2 separate regions of the Nomascus leucogenys genome follow, and region 1 is linked to region 2. Evidence: chromatin contacts called from public Hi-C data. All regions are on one chromosome and are shown on one strand. Each heading gives the region's core, a stretch centred on a gene start, on an enhancer-like site or on the middle of the called end of the contact. The rest is flanking DNA. Distances are from core to core; before and after follow the strand shown.

Region 1 (6,263 bases), core at 2,453-4,952, 100 kb after region 2:
ACTAGACTGGTGGAAGAGGGATGGAAGAGCATTCCTGGCCATGGGACTGTCATGGACAAGGCTGAGTCATTCAAGAGTGTACGTGACGTGTTCAGGAACAAGTAGTAGATCTATTTTTCTGAGGTAGGGATGTGGAGGAGCTCAAGGAAGATTGTTGGGAAAGGTCTAAAGAGGAAAGATGCTAGAGGGCCAATGACACACGCAGATGAGTTTGTGCTTGAGCTGAAGCGTGACTGGGGGTAACTGCAGGTTTTTGAGCAGTGGCTTCGTGAAATAGAAGTGATGGTTTAACAAGACTTGTCCGATACAACTGGCCAGAGGAGAAGCCTCCCTCACAATCTTATCCTCCTGCCCAACACAAAAGATGGGCTGTTTTCTTACCCCTGATTTACACTGAGAAAATCCTGCTATTTTCCCTACCAACAATAAGAATCATTTATTGAATGCCTACTTTTTGCCAGAAGAAAAGCTCCAGCCTTCTCACAATTCCAAAAGGTAGATAATAATTATCTTTGTTTATATTAAAAGATACAGGTCAGAAGATTAAGTGATTTGCTCAAAGCCACATTTGAGGGTCAGATTCTTAACACAGATCTTCTTGGTTCCAAAGACCATGCATCATCTATTAATATTTTCCCCATCTGTGCTTATCTAGCAAGGTGACCTATAGACTCTTTACTAGTAGGCTAAGAGTTAGCAAACTTTCCTATAAAAGGCCAGATATATGTGATATACATATATATCATATGTAAATATGAGACATATATATACACACATATATAATATGCACACATATTTTTATTTTAGGCTGTGTAGGTCATGCTGTCTCTATCACAACTTCTGCCATTGTAGTGTAAAAGCAATCATAAATAATACGTAAACCAATGAGTGTGGCTGTGTTTCAATAAAACACAGAAATTTGAATTTTATATAATTTTCATGTGTCAGAAATATTATTTTAAATTTTATGATCTATTTTATTTTTATTCTTTTCCAATCACTTAAAAATATAAAAATCATGCTTAGTCATGGGCCATATGAAAACGGGCAGTGGCCTTTTGACTTGTGGGCCATGGCATGCCAATCCCCATTTTAGATTTATAGATTAGAGCACTAAGCTAATAAAGCCACTGTTAAATGATTTGTCTCCATAAAAGACAGATTGCTGTATGCTGCCAAAAATCCTGTTTTGTCCGCAATATGCTGTTGTCCTGTTTTTAGTCAAGTGTCTTGCCGAGTTACAGGGGATTACAAGGTCAAAGATAGCTCAGCGCAATCCAAACAACGATAGGAAAAACAATATATTTGTCCTTCTCACAAATGTAATGTCAAGAACATTTCTGTTATTGTCTAGCTAAAATGTTCTAAAAATGTGTTAATTGTAGGTTTTGGATTCTAAAAATGTCTCCGTGAAAAATGGCACAAAGCACTTTTTCTGTTATCTAATACGTTGTATAGGCACTCAGTAAATATTATAGCAGTCCATGGTCAGGGTTTATTACATTAGAACACCTGGGTTAGGCTCCATATTAGCTTGCTTTTAATTCTTTAGATCCCTGATTCGCTTACTTCATTTACTCACCCCTTAATCAGTAAACATTGCACATCTACCACAAGTCCAGACTTATGCTGGGTGCTGCAAATTCAAAGTTGAACACTAAAGTCCTTGCCTCAAGGAACTCATGATAGAGAGAGAAGTCAAACACATAGAAATAGCAATAATATTGAATATACTAAATGCCACAGTACCGATGTGTTCTGGTGCTGAGGAAACACACAGAGATGGGCTCTGCCTGGGTGAACCAGAGAGTACCAAACAACACTTTTAAAGGAGGGTGAGATCCGAACCAAATCTGGAAGAATACATTCACTCATGATGCTCTCATTTAGGAATGAGAACAATACTAACTCTAACTTGTTATGTAAAAGACAAAGGCAAGGGAGGGCTGCTGGAAAGCCATGAAACTGTGGTCTGGTCAGTGTTGTTGAACTGGATCATAGCTAGTAAACAAGACACATGCAAGTCCCACATGCAACACACTTGTAATGTATTTTATGCACTATACTTTTAGTGTATTTCATTTTCAACATTTCATGAAAAATATTGGGTAATAAAATTGAACACAAAATTTGTAAGCGGTAAGATAACCCAATTTTCCCCAAAATTTCATTTGAAAATAATATAAGGGTATACATTTAATTTTTAACTAACTTTAAGACTCATATATCCAAATATTTTGGAAAAGTAGAATGCATTCTCACCTGAAGGACCTTCCTAATTCTTTTTAGATTGTGTATCAAGAGTAGGTTTTTCTCTTTGGAAACACGACCTAACTGTTCATCCAGTTGTATTAACAAGTTTTGAAGAAGAATCGTTGCCATGGTTTCATTGTTAGAAGCTGCCTCCCTAAAAAAAAAAGGATTATTACACAACAGAAAACAACTTGGTAAAATGTCTACTTTTTTACCATATTAACTTTAAAACAATAAACCTATTACACGGTGATAAGCCTTTAAAAGTTTTAAAAAACTAAATTGTAAACATGAAGAGATGCTCAACATCACTAATCATTAAGGAATTTCAAGTAAAATCAGAGTAAGATACCACTTCATACCCATTAGGGTGGCTATTATAAAAAGGAAAAGAAAAAACAGAAAATGAGTGTTGGTGAGGATACAGAGAAATTGTGCAATGCTGGTGGGAAGGAAAAATGGTCAATCACTGTGGAAAACTATATGACAGTTACCCAAAATATTAAACATAAAATTGCCATATGATCCAGCAATTCCACATCTGGGTATATACCCAAAAGAATTAAAAGCAGGGACTCAAACAGATATTTGCATACCAATGTTCCTAGCAGAGTTATTAACAATAGCCAAAATGTTTAAACAACCCAAATGTCCATTGACAGATACATTTATAAAACAAAATGTGATATATACAAACAATGGAATATTATTGAGCTTCAAAAAGGAAGAATATTCTGATACGATAGCTGTTAAACATGAATGAATTTTGAAAACATTACACTAAGCAAAATAAGTCAGTTACAAAAGGACAAATATTGTGCGATTCCAATTATCTAAAGTACCTAGAGTAGTCAAATTCACAGAGACAGAAAATAGAATGGTGATTGCCAGGGGTTGGGGGTGGAGGACTAGGGAGTTACTGTTTAAAGAGTACAGAGTTTCAGTTTGGAAAGATGAAAAAGTTCTGCAGATGGATAGTGGTGATGGTTGCATAATAATGTGAATATATGTAATGCCACTGAACAGTACACCAAAAACAATGGTAAATTTTATGTTATGTGTATTTTACCACAATAAAAAAGATGGCCAAAAAAATTAAATGGTATAAGATGAATAGAGCTTTGAAGAGTATAAATCTTACTGAGAAAAAAATACTGATTTACATTGAGTCTGTGATAAAGAACTGACAATCAATTGATTTGTTTCTTTTTTAATACATGAAAAATTATTTGGGTTTTTGTTTACAGAGAAAAGAAGCACTAGAATCATTAAGTTTTCATTTACAATGAATGGAACCAGAAATGACAATTATTCCCCTTCTTTGGGAAGGCTTTTCAAATCCTTGAGAAAGTTCTTTACCTGAAAAGAATGCATCTACTGAGTCAAAAGTGGACCATAAAATAAATTCACATGGATAGAGCATCAGACATTTGTGCATCAACTTCTAGGGAAAATATGTTTGATCCTACCAGTCTTGATTTTCAATCCACTGGGCCAACAGATGCCGAATTTCCATGGGAAAGTTGTCATCATAGAATTGATCCACCTGCTCCAAAAACTTGATTTCTAACTGTTGGACTTGATTCCACTGAGACATGCTATAAAAGAAGGGGTACAATTAGAGTTTTAAAATATTGTTCATAGCCCTAGTACATATTTTCTTCTTTCCTTAGAATTAGTCAATGTTGTGACTGAATTCCAATATATCCAAGGATACAAAAATTTCAGTATGGTTTTTTTTCATAATTCAACCCTAATGAAGGGAGCAGCCTTCTTTCTGTGTCCCTAAACTACAGCCTTCCTTGCTCTAAAATGAACTCCTGTTCCACCTGCTCCAGAAAGCTTTCACTCCCACTCCCCCAAACACCCCACATCCTGCCCACAGCTGCCTACGTGGATTTCTATTATCAACAAGCTCTTTCCCTATCTCTTGTCCCCTCAACACTTGGAGCAACTTGAAGGCAAACATATTTGACATTTACTATACCTCCTGAAACCCTCTAAGACTTTATATTTGAGGAACAACCCCCCAAGAAGCTTCTTTTATATGAAATTGCCAAATTTCTTTCTTCTTTATTTCAGATTTGTCTGGCTTCTAGAGTCAGCTTTATGTTCCTGACTTCTAGTCCGATTTTGTCTTAGCTTCATGAAGAATTTTATGTATGCATTTTCGTAGGCTCCAGTTTTTTAAATTAAAAATATTTCTGAACCAGTGAATGTGTTTTGTTTCTCTCTGTGAGGATCCACTATAGGTGGGCAAAGCTCTTAAAGGATGTAGTCTTTTTGTCTCTGAGAAACATCTGATAGTGGTTAAACCCTCAAGTTACTTAAGGAGTAAGAAACCACACTTGATACCTATTTGGCAGCCTGTCATAAAACAAAAGTACGCATTTCCCCCTTGTAACCCTACTCTGGCCAATTTAATTGAAGGTGTAGACATATTTCCTAACTCAGAGAAATTAGTATGACACTGCCTCCTTGAAATTACAGCATTTTATGTTTTTGAAAGTCAAATTTTTGGTTGTTTTCTCAGCAATTCTAAGTCAAGTAAAAACACCAAACCCCCTTTTACATGATTAATCACCATAACATTTCAACATATCTCATAGATAGGCTAAGGTTTCCTTTTGCCTATACAACACCAGGGTAATTTCATATATTTCATATACATATTATTCAGGTTTCAAATAGAATCATTTTGAGCACCTTTTCCCTGAGCTCCTGGTAAATGACTTAAAATTTATAGAAAAACATGTTGCCAATGTTTTGCTAAAGAGAAAGCAAGCGGGAAAAGAAGTAATGTTTTATTTGCATATCATTTTATATTTATGAAAACCTTTACACTTTACAATTCTAGGCATATTGTAAACGCTCAATCAATGCTTGTTAAATGAAGAATGAGTGGCACTCCTGACATTGCTATGAATAGGGTAGGTGGATATAAGTAGTATGTCAACTTTAAAAAGGAAAAACTTGAAGATCAAATAGGCGAAATGACGCCTGCCTAATGTATGAGGCTTCTAAGGGGCAACCTGAGGTTTTCTGAGCCTGAACCATTTGTCTTTCCAGATATTGGGTGTGTATATATTCCACACAAAATTGGAACATTTGTTCTCATGCTACTATCAACATAAAATATCTATCAATCTATTTTAGTTAATGACAACAGAGAACATGAGTTGAAAATAGCATTACAATTTTTCATCATACTATTGTTAAACCCCTGCTACGATTTGGACGAAAATCTGTTTTCTAACTAAAACTTACAGGTAGATGGGAGGAATAAGTTCTAGTGCTGTAACACTAGGATGAATATGGTTAACAATAACTTAGTGTATATTTTCAAAAAGCTAAGGGGATTTTGAACATTCACAACACAAAGTAATGATAAATGTTTGAGGTGATGGATATGCTGAATATCCTTTGATCATAACACATTGTTCATATTTATTGAAATATCACTCTATATTCCATAAATATTTACAATTGTGTGTCAAAGAAAATAAAAGGAAAATTTAAAAAATAAAAATAAACACGGAAAAAATCACTACTAAGATCTGAGTCTTTCGGAGAGCTGAATTCAAAGCTGAAAAAAGGAAGAAGAAGGAATACATAGTCCTAGGACATTTTCTACTGCAGCCTCTGGGAACGCCTTTAGACATCCTCCAGCAGATTTCTTTGCTTTCACTCTCTAGGGGATATTTCTTTCTCATGAAAACTGTTACCTTGCTTCTGAAAACTGAGTGCCTGTCTGTTCTTTTTGCGTGCAGTCCCTAGAAGATCCCACTAAAGGGGCATTTTGTCCCACTGTCTGTGAGCTGGTGGTGCCGCTTTGGGTCTGTGGCCTGTAGCTTGCAAAAGGAGATGACCTGCCCTAAAATGTCACTCGCGCCCATCAAAGCCACAGTCACCGGCTGCCGTAGATGCAAGCTTTTTTCTGAAATCCAGGTACGCTAATCTAAAGTCAGACATCACAGCTCTAGAGAAGCTGGCTTAAGAAAGTGAAGAGG
Region 2 (6,088 bases), core at 3,126-5,625:
GGGTGCAATCACTTCTCACTGGGTTAGTAGAAAGTTATGTTTAATAAACATTCTGCCTAAAAATCCCTAAACCACCCCTAAAAGTACTCCCAGCACGTCAACACATCAAACAGCCAGTTCCTCTTCCTCAGCCCCTTTATGTTAAATACGTTGCTCTTTCTTTGGTTGAGCTTGAGATAGACTAGTTGTCTTGAGTGTAGGCACCCAGAAGGTGTATTTTTGAACAATAGAAAATCTCACTGCCCTCTAGGGAGGGGATGCTTACACTATGCAAAACACGAGACAACTGAAGAATCTACAACTTCCACTTCATGTTCACTAATGGGTGCCTTTCACATTATCTCTGAGTCCAATGGTGCAGAACATTTGAGAGGCCTCAGGCAAGTGCACAGATAGAGATCCAATACTATATGTAAAACATTTAACCATTATCAATCAAGTTAACAAACTGTTAACATATGGTCTAGCCTCCTGCCTTGACATAGCCTTCACATAACCTAATTGGCCAGGTTTTAGCTCCTCGAAGTCTTACTGGAACATGGTGGCACAGGTAAAGATAGCACAGGCATCTTGGGCCATTGCCTGCCCCCTTTGCTTCTACCTCTGTGAAGGGCCTCGCATGACCAGTGTGGCCTCTAGGTCTCTCCTGTGCCTAGACATGTTTGCACTGACGGTGTCAACTGTGCTTGGGAGAGTAGACCTGGAGAGGCCTACACAGGCCCTGGAAGTGGGCTTGAGGTCTTCCGGGCTGAGAATTCTGGGGTCCTGGATTCTGGGTGAGCACATTGCCTTAACCCCACAGAAGACTTTCTTTGTAGGGAGGACTGCAGCTGGGGGATGGTTGAAGGAAAACTTTTGGAGTTGAGGTGCTATGATATTGTGATATAATAAGAAATCTGTATTTGGTCCCTGCACCTGGTTGCTGAGACAGAGCTCCTAAGACCTTTCTAGATGGAGATGCTAGGTGAGTCTTCTGTTCTAAAAATTTGGTCTTTGACCCTGGTTCTTGACACAGGTTCCTAAGACGTTTGTAATTTCCTTAGTGATAGGATTGTCTGACACAGAGCTCCTAAATTCCTGGAATTTTCTGGCATTTTCTGTCCTAATGAAGTGTATCTTGGTGGGCTTCTAAATAGTCTCAGGATGAGGGTTGGTTGCTAGGGGAACCAATCATGTGATTAGAGAGTTGGAACTTCTACCCCACTCCCTGACCTCTGGGAAGGGGAGAGGGATTGAAAGTTGAATTCATCCACAATGGCAAAGGTGATCAACTTTGTAATGAACTGTATGTAATGAAGCTTTCATAAAAACCTCAAAGAACAGATTTTGGGAAGCTTCTGGGTTGCTGAAGACATGGAGGTGCTAGGAGGGTGGCGCACCTGGACAGGACATGGGAGATCCACACCCCTTCTCCATGCCTTGCACTGTGCATCTCTTCCATTTGGCTGTTCATGTGTATTCTTTGTAATATCCTTGATAGTAAACCAGGAAATATAAGTAAAATGTTCCCCTGAGTTTTGTGAACTGCTTTAGCAAATTCATTGGACCTGAGGAGGGAATAGTGGGAACCCTCAATTTATTGCTGATTGGTCAGAAGTGCAGATCACAACCTGGGACTTACGATGGGCATCTGAGTTGGGGGCAGTCTTGTGGGACTAAGTCCTTAGCCTGTAGGTTAAGGTAAAGAGTGTTAGAATTGGGTTAAATTGTAGACGCCCAGTTTGTGTCTGCTGGAGAACTGGTTGTTAGTGGAGAGAAATCCCCACACATATTTAGGTGACCAGAAGGGAGGTATGGAGAGTAAGAGTAGAAAAAATTTAGTGTTTCCTCTTATAGGTCCCATTGCTCTCACATTTCAGCCTCTATAGTTTAATTTCTTTTTTTCTTTTTGAGAAACAGTCTTGCTCTGTCACCCCGGCAGGAGTGCAGTGGCATGATCTTGGCTCACTGCAACCTCCGCCTCCTGGGTTCAGGCGATTCTCCTGCTTCAACCTCCTGAGTAGCTGGGACTACGGGAGCATGCCATTATGCCCAGCTAATTTTTGTATCTTTAGTAGGGACAAGGTTTTATCATACTGGCCAGGCTGGTCTTGAACTCCTGAGCTCAAGTGATCTGCCTGTCTTGGCCTCCAAAAGTTCTGGGATTACAGGCATGAGCCAACACGCCTGGCCTATAGTTTAATTGCTATTAATAACTATACATATGATAATTCAGTACTGATAGCTTCCTCAGCTCTTTGAGTTATGGAACCTGTGTGTTCACCACCAAATATCAGGGTCTTAAAAGTGTGAGAAACCAGGATTCCGCAGACAGAGCAATGACACTCAGGGTTGTCCATTAGCTTTGGAAAAAAACTTTATGCTTTATACAGTACTTTACTGAACTGAAATGTGGGTGGTGAGAGGGTGATTATTTTCTCAGTGATTCAAAATAATTTCTAATGTTTACTTTAAATCTCTGATGCAATTGTGAGGCACACTTAGAACAAAATCCAGCAAGGAAGCTGACATACTGTACACAAGACTGGAGGAAAGACGCTCTGACCAAATAAAGCATTATTAATTTTCACAGCTTGCATGAGCATCATAGTCTTCCTTATTTCATCAGTGTAGTCTAAGCTAGAACACTATTCAGTCTCACATTTGCAGGTTCCATTCCTCACTGAATGGAAAAACATCATAGATAAGATGCACCACTAGGGCCGGGCGCAGTGGCTCACGCCTGTAATCCCAGCACTTTGGGAGGTTGAGGTGGGTGGATCATCTGAGATCAGGAGTTCAAGACCGGCCTGGCCAACATGGTGAAACCCCGTCTCTACTAAAAAAAAATGCAATTAGCTGGGCATGGTGGTGGGTGCTTGTAGTCCCAGCTACTCAGGAGGCTGAGGCAGGAGAATTGCTTGAACCCTGGAGGCGGAGGTTGCAGTGAGCCGAGATCACGCCGCTGCACTCCAGTCTGGGCAACAAGAGTGAGAAACTCCACCTCAAAAAAAAAAAAAAAAAAAAAAAAGATGCACCATTAAAGTTTGTATCAAAGCCATCTTAATCATCCAAGATGATAACAGATACAAAATATCCATATTAATGATATTTACATTATATGGTACATCACATTATGTGGCACTGAATATAATAGCTGGATTGACTGTATTGTACTTCTAAAGAAAAATATCCATTGGAAAATCTGCTAAGAAACTAGAAAACTGGACAACCAACTTAACCAGGGCTCCACTTGGAAAAAAAAAATACAATCCGATGAAAGGTAGGTCTAGATGTCACCATATTCTTCTCTGTTTCCTCTGCTCAGTGTCTAATAATACACCTTGGAAACCTAGAATATATTAACAAATGGTAATAGCTTTTTTTTTTTTTTTGAGAGATGGAGTCTTGCTCTGTCACCCAGGCTGGAGTGCAGTGGTGCGATTTCAGCTCACTGCAAGCTCTGCCTCTCAGGTTCACGCCATTCTCCTGCCTCAGCCACCCCGGTAGCTGGGACTACAGGCGCCCGCCACCATGCCTGGCTAATTTTTTGTATTTTTTAGTAGAGACAGGGTTTCACTGTGTTAGCCAGGATGGTCTCACTCTCCTGACCTCGTGATCCACCAGCCTCGGCCTCCCAAAGTGCTGGGATTACAGGCATCAGCCACCACGCCTGGCCAACAAATGGTAATAGCTTTTAACTTGACAGAAACCTCTGCTAAGAAAAATATGACTGGGATAAAGGGTGATTTTCATCCAAATTTCTTGCTCATCTCTTAACAATCCATAATTTATTGTAATGTCCCCCATGGAAAACTATGTGGAATAGAAACAATTAAAATAACCCTTTCATTTGGTGAATATTTATTGAGCAGCTATTATGTGCTAGACAGTGGGTTAGATCCTGGGAAACAATAAGAAGAGAGGGAAACAGTGGTCCAATCACATGAGAGATAGCCTTTAATCACAGAATCACAGAATCAGAAGACAGGAATGTAAAATGACAACACTGCCTAGCTCATAAAGCCCTGTGCTGCCTTCTACAAAGTCTAAGGTTTTAGTAATAATTTTATACAATTTCTCCCTCAAAAAAGTGTTGCAACTCTTTAAATTAGTTCAGCGAGAAATCAACTTGCTGTGCAAACGCTTGGGCTAGCTGGGGTGTGAGTAGCGTGTCTGTGTTTGAGAACATTGAACCTTGAAAGAACATCTGTTTGGCTATTTTGTTAAATGAAACTCAAGTCACCCAGGCTTTACTAATAGCTTCATTGTGCTTCATGATTTTCCACCACATAAACAAAATTACCTAACACCTCAGTCTGTGGCTGAAACTGTCATTTATCAGTTAAAGCCCACTGACAAAGAGCAAACTGGAGAGACTGCAATTCCAGCTTCTCTATTCAAACAGTTTTCACATTTCAATAATCACTCTCTAGCTGGCTCCCTGCTAGATAAGGACCTCCAGGGAAAGGTTGCTTCCTGGGAATGTTTATTTTACAGGGACAGACTGATGGTCTCAAAGTCTGGCCACTTTCTAGGTGATGAAATCGTTTATTCACATTGACTCTTCCCAGGAGAGAATAGAGGGGAGAGAAAGGCAGTGCTTGCTAAAGTTGATTTTATGATAGCGTGTCTACAGATTCCTCAAGGAATGTTGTGAAATTCCAAAGCAAATTCTTAAAATTAAATTCATTTTAAAAAATCTAAAGCTCCTACCCTATGTTGCACTTCTGAGGATTAAAGAATCTTAGTCAGAGAAACTTCAGAGATTGTCTAGTCCAATGAATCTAAATGGTTTTTTTTTTTTGACCTTGGTACATATTCTTGAAAGTAAACTTTCCACCAGAGTTTCCATCTGTAAATACGTAAAATAAAGCTTCCTTGATAGAAACAGTCATGAGGGAGCCAGAGCTCCACATTTCCCCAACCCCCAAGGCAAATGGGGTTCCTGAGGTACCTCTTTGGCATCTCTGGGTTTTCTGGGAAGAGAATGGGTCTTGTGCAACTTCCTCCTTTCACCCAATCCTAAAGTCAATAGCCCCTGTAGGTCCTGACAGCTCAGCTCTTCTTGGGTAATCTCAAACAGTCACAGGGTGCTGCAATTCTAGGGAGGTCTGGAATGGCAACTTAGGGAAACTATCATTTATGACATCTTTGTCCATTGTCAATCATTTAATAACTATCTGATACGAACTCTTACAACCACAAAAGTAGAATGGAGGGACCCAAAATTGTGTGTGTGTTTGTGTGTGTGTGTGTGTGTGTGTGTGTGTGTGTGTGTGTGTGATGGAGGTAAAGAGCATTGGAGTGGTAGCAGGAATCCCAGACATGAAATCCCATAAAGGGGCATACACAAATGGTGACCTGAGGTTTCAGGGACCTGGAGCTGGAAGAGGGAAGTGCCCAGGGTCCCCTGAAAGGGACCACATCTCCAGCAGAGCACTTGGCAGGTGAGCAGAGAAGGAGAAAGATCAGCAGTTGTCTGAAGTTAGGTACCATGTTTTAGAGCCCAGTTTTCCCATCTGTATAGATACCTGTTCCCTCCAGAGGAGGCTGATCTGTAAATGCCGTCACCAACATCTACACAGCCCACCACCACTGACTCACACACAGCTCATTCAGTTCTCATAACAACCCTTAGAAGTGTAGATTAACATTAGCACCATTTTGTAGATAAGGAAATTGGGAGTTAGAGAGGTTAAGTGGCTTGTGCAAGCTCAGATTGCCCGAAGAGGCAGAAACCAACACGGCTAACTCCACTATCCCACTGAGGCACGACACAAGTGCAAAAGGAGACAGAGTAGACAAGAGAGGTCAACAACATTTTCCGAGGAAGCAGTATTTTAAATTATGGTGTGAGACAGTCATGATTTCTGAGCAGGTGGGCGAGGTGCAGACACTCTGTGAGATAGATGGGGTGAGGTGATGGGGCAGGAGGAGTGCCAACCAGCTCGCCTCTCCCAGGGAAGGTTCTGCGACCCAGAGGCAGCATAGGAGAGGGGCCGGGAGCAGACTGCCACGGTTTTATCTTGGCCCTGCCATCAACTGCCCCCTCAATCTTGAGTAAGCTGTGTGACCACTCTGTGCCTCAGTTTCCATAACTGAAATA

Evidence for each region. Hi-C and Micro-C count contacts between places; a contact is called where the count stands out from the background.
Region 1: a contact with region 2 is called in a Hi-C map of a lymphoblastoid cell line, with 4 times the contacts expected there. The contact joins two enhancer-like sites. A contact is called at or near these places in 2 of 4 Hi-C or Micro-C datasets (a lymphoblastoid cell line and an unstated tissue).

What each region holds. Positions count from the first base shown.
Region 1 is chr22a:91,502,104-91,508,366 of Asia_NLE_v1, forward strand. STAT4 (signal transducer and activator of transcription 4) reads right to left here. Exons shown (of 25, transcript XM_030803606.1): 3 at 3,723-3,851; 4 at 2,263-2,407. Among named protein-coding and RNA genes, the nearest start is that of STAT4, 29 kb to the right of the region's middle. Within about 2 kb of position 3,703, the one cell type or tissue checked has an H3K27ac peak away from gene starts, as active enhancers do. A contact at or near this core is called in a lymphoblastoid cell line, where this site is marked.
Region 2 is chr22a:91,400,001-91,406,088 of Asia_NLE_v1, forward strand. The region is part of intron 15 of STAT4 (signal transducer and activator of transcription 4); the gene reads right to left. Among named protein-coding and RNA genes, the nearest start is that of STAT1, 35 kb to the left of the region's middle. Within about 2 kb of position 4,376, the one cell type or tissue checked has an H3K27ac peak away from gene starts, as active enhancers do. A contact at or near this core is called in a lymphoblastoid cell line, where this site is marked.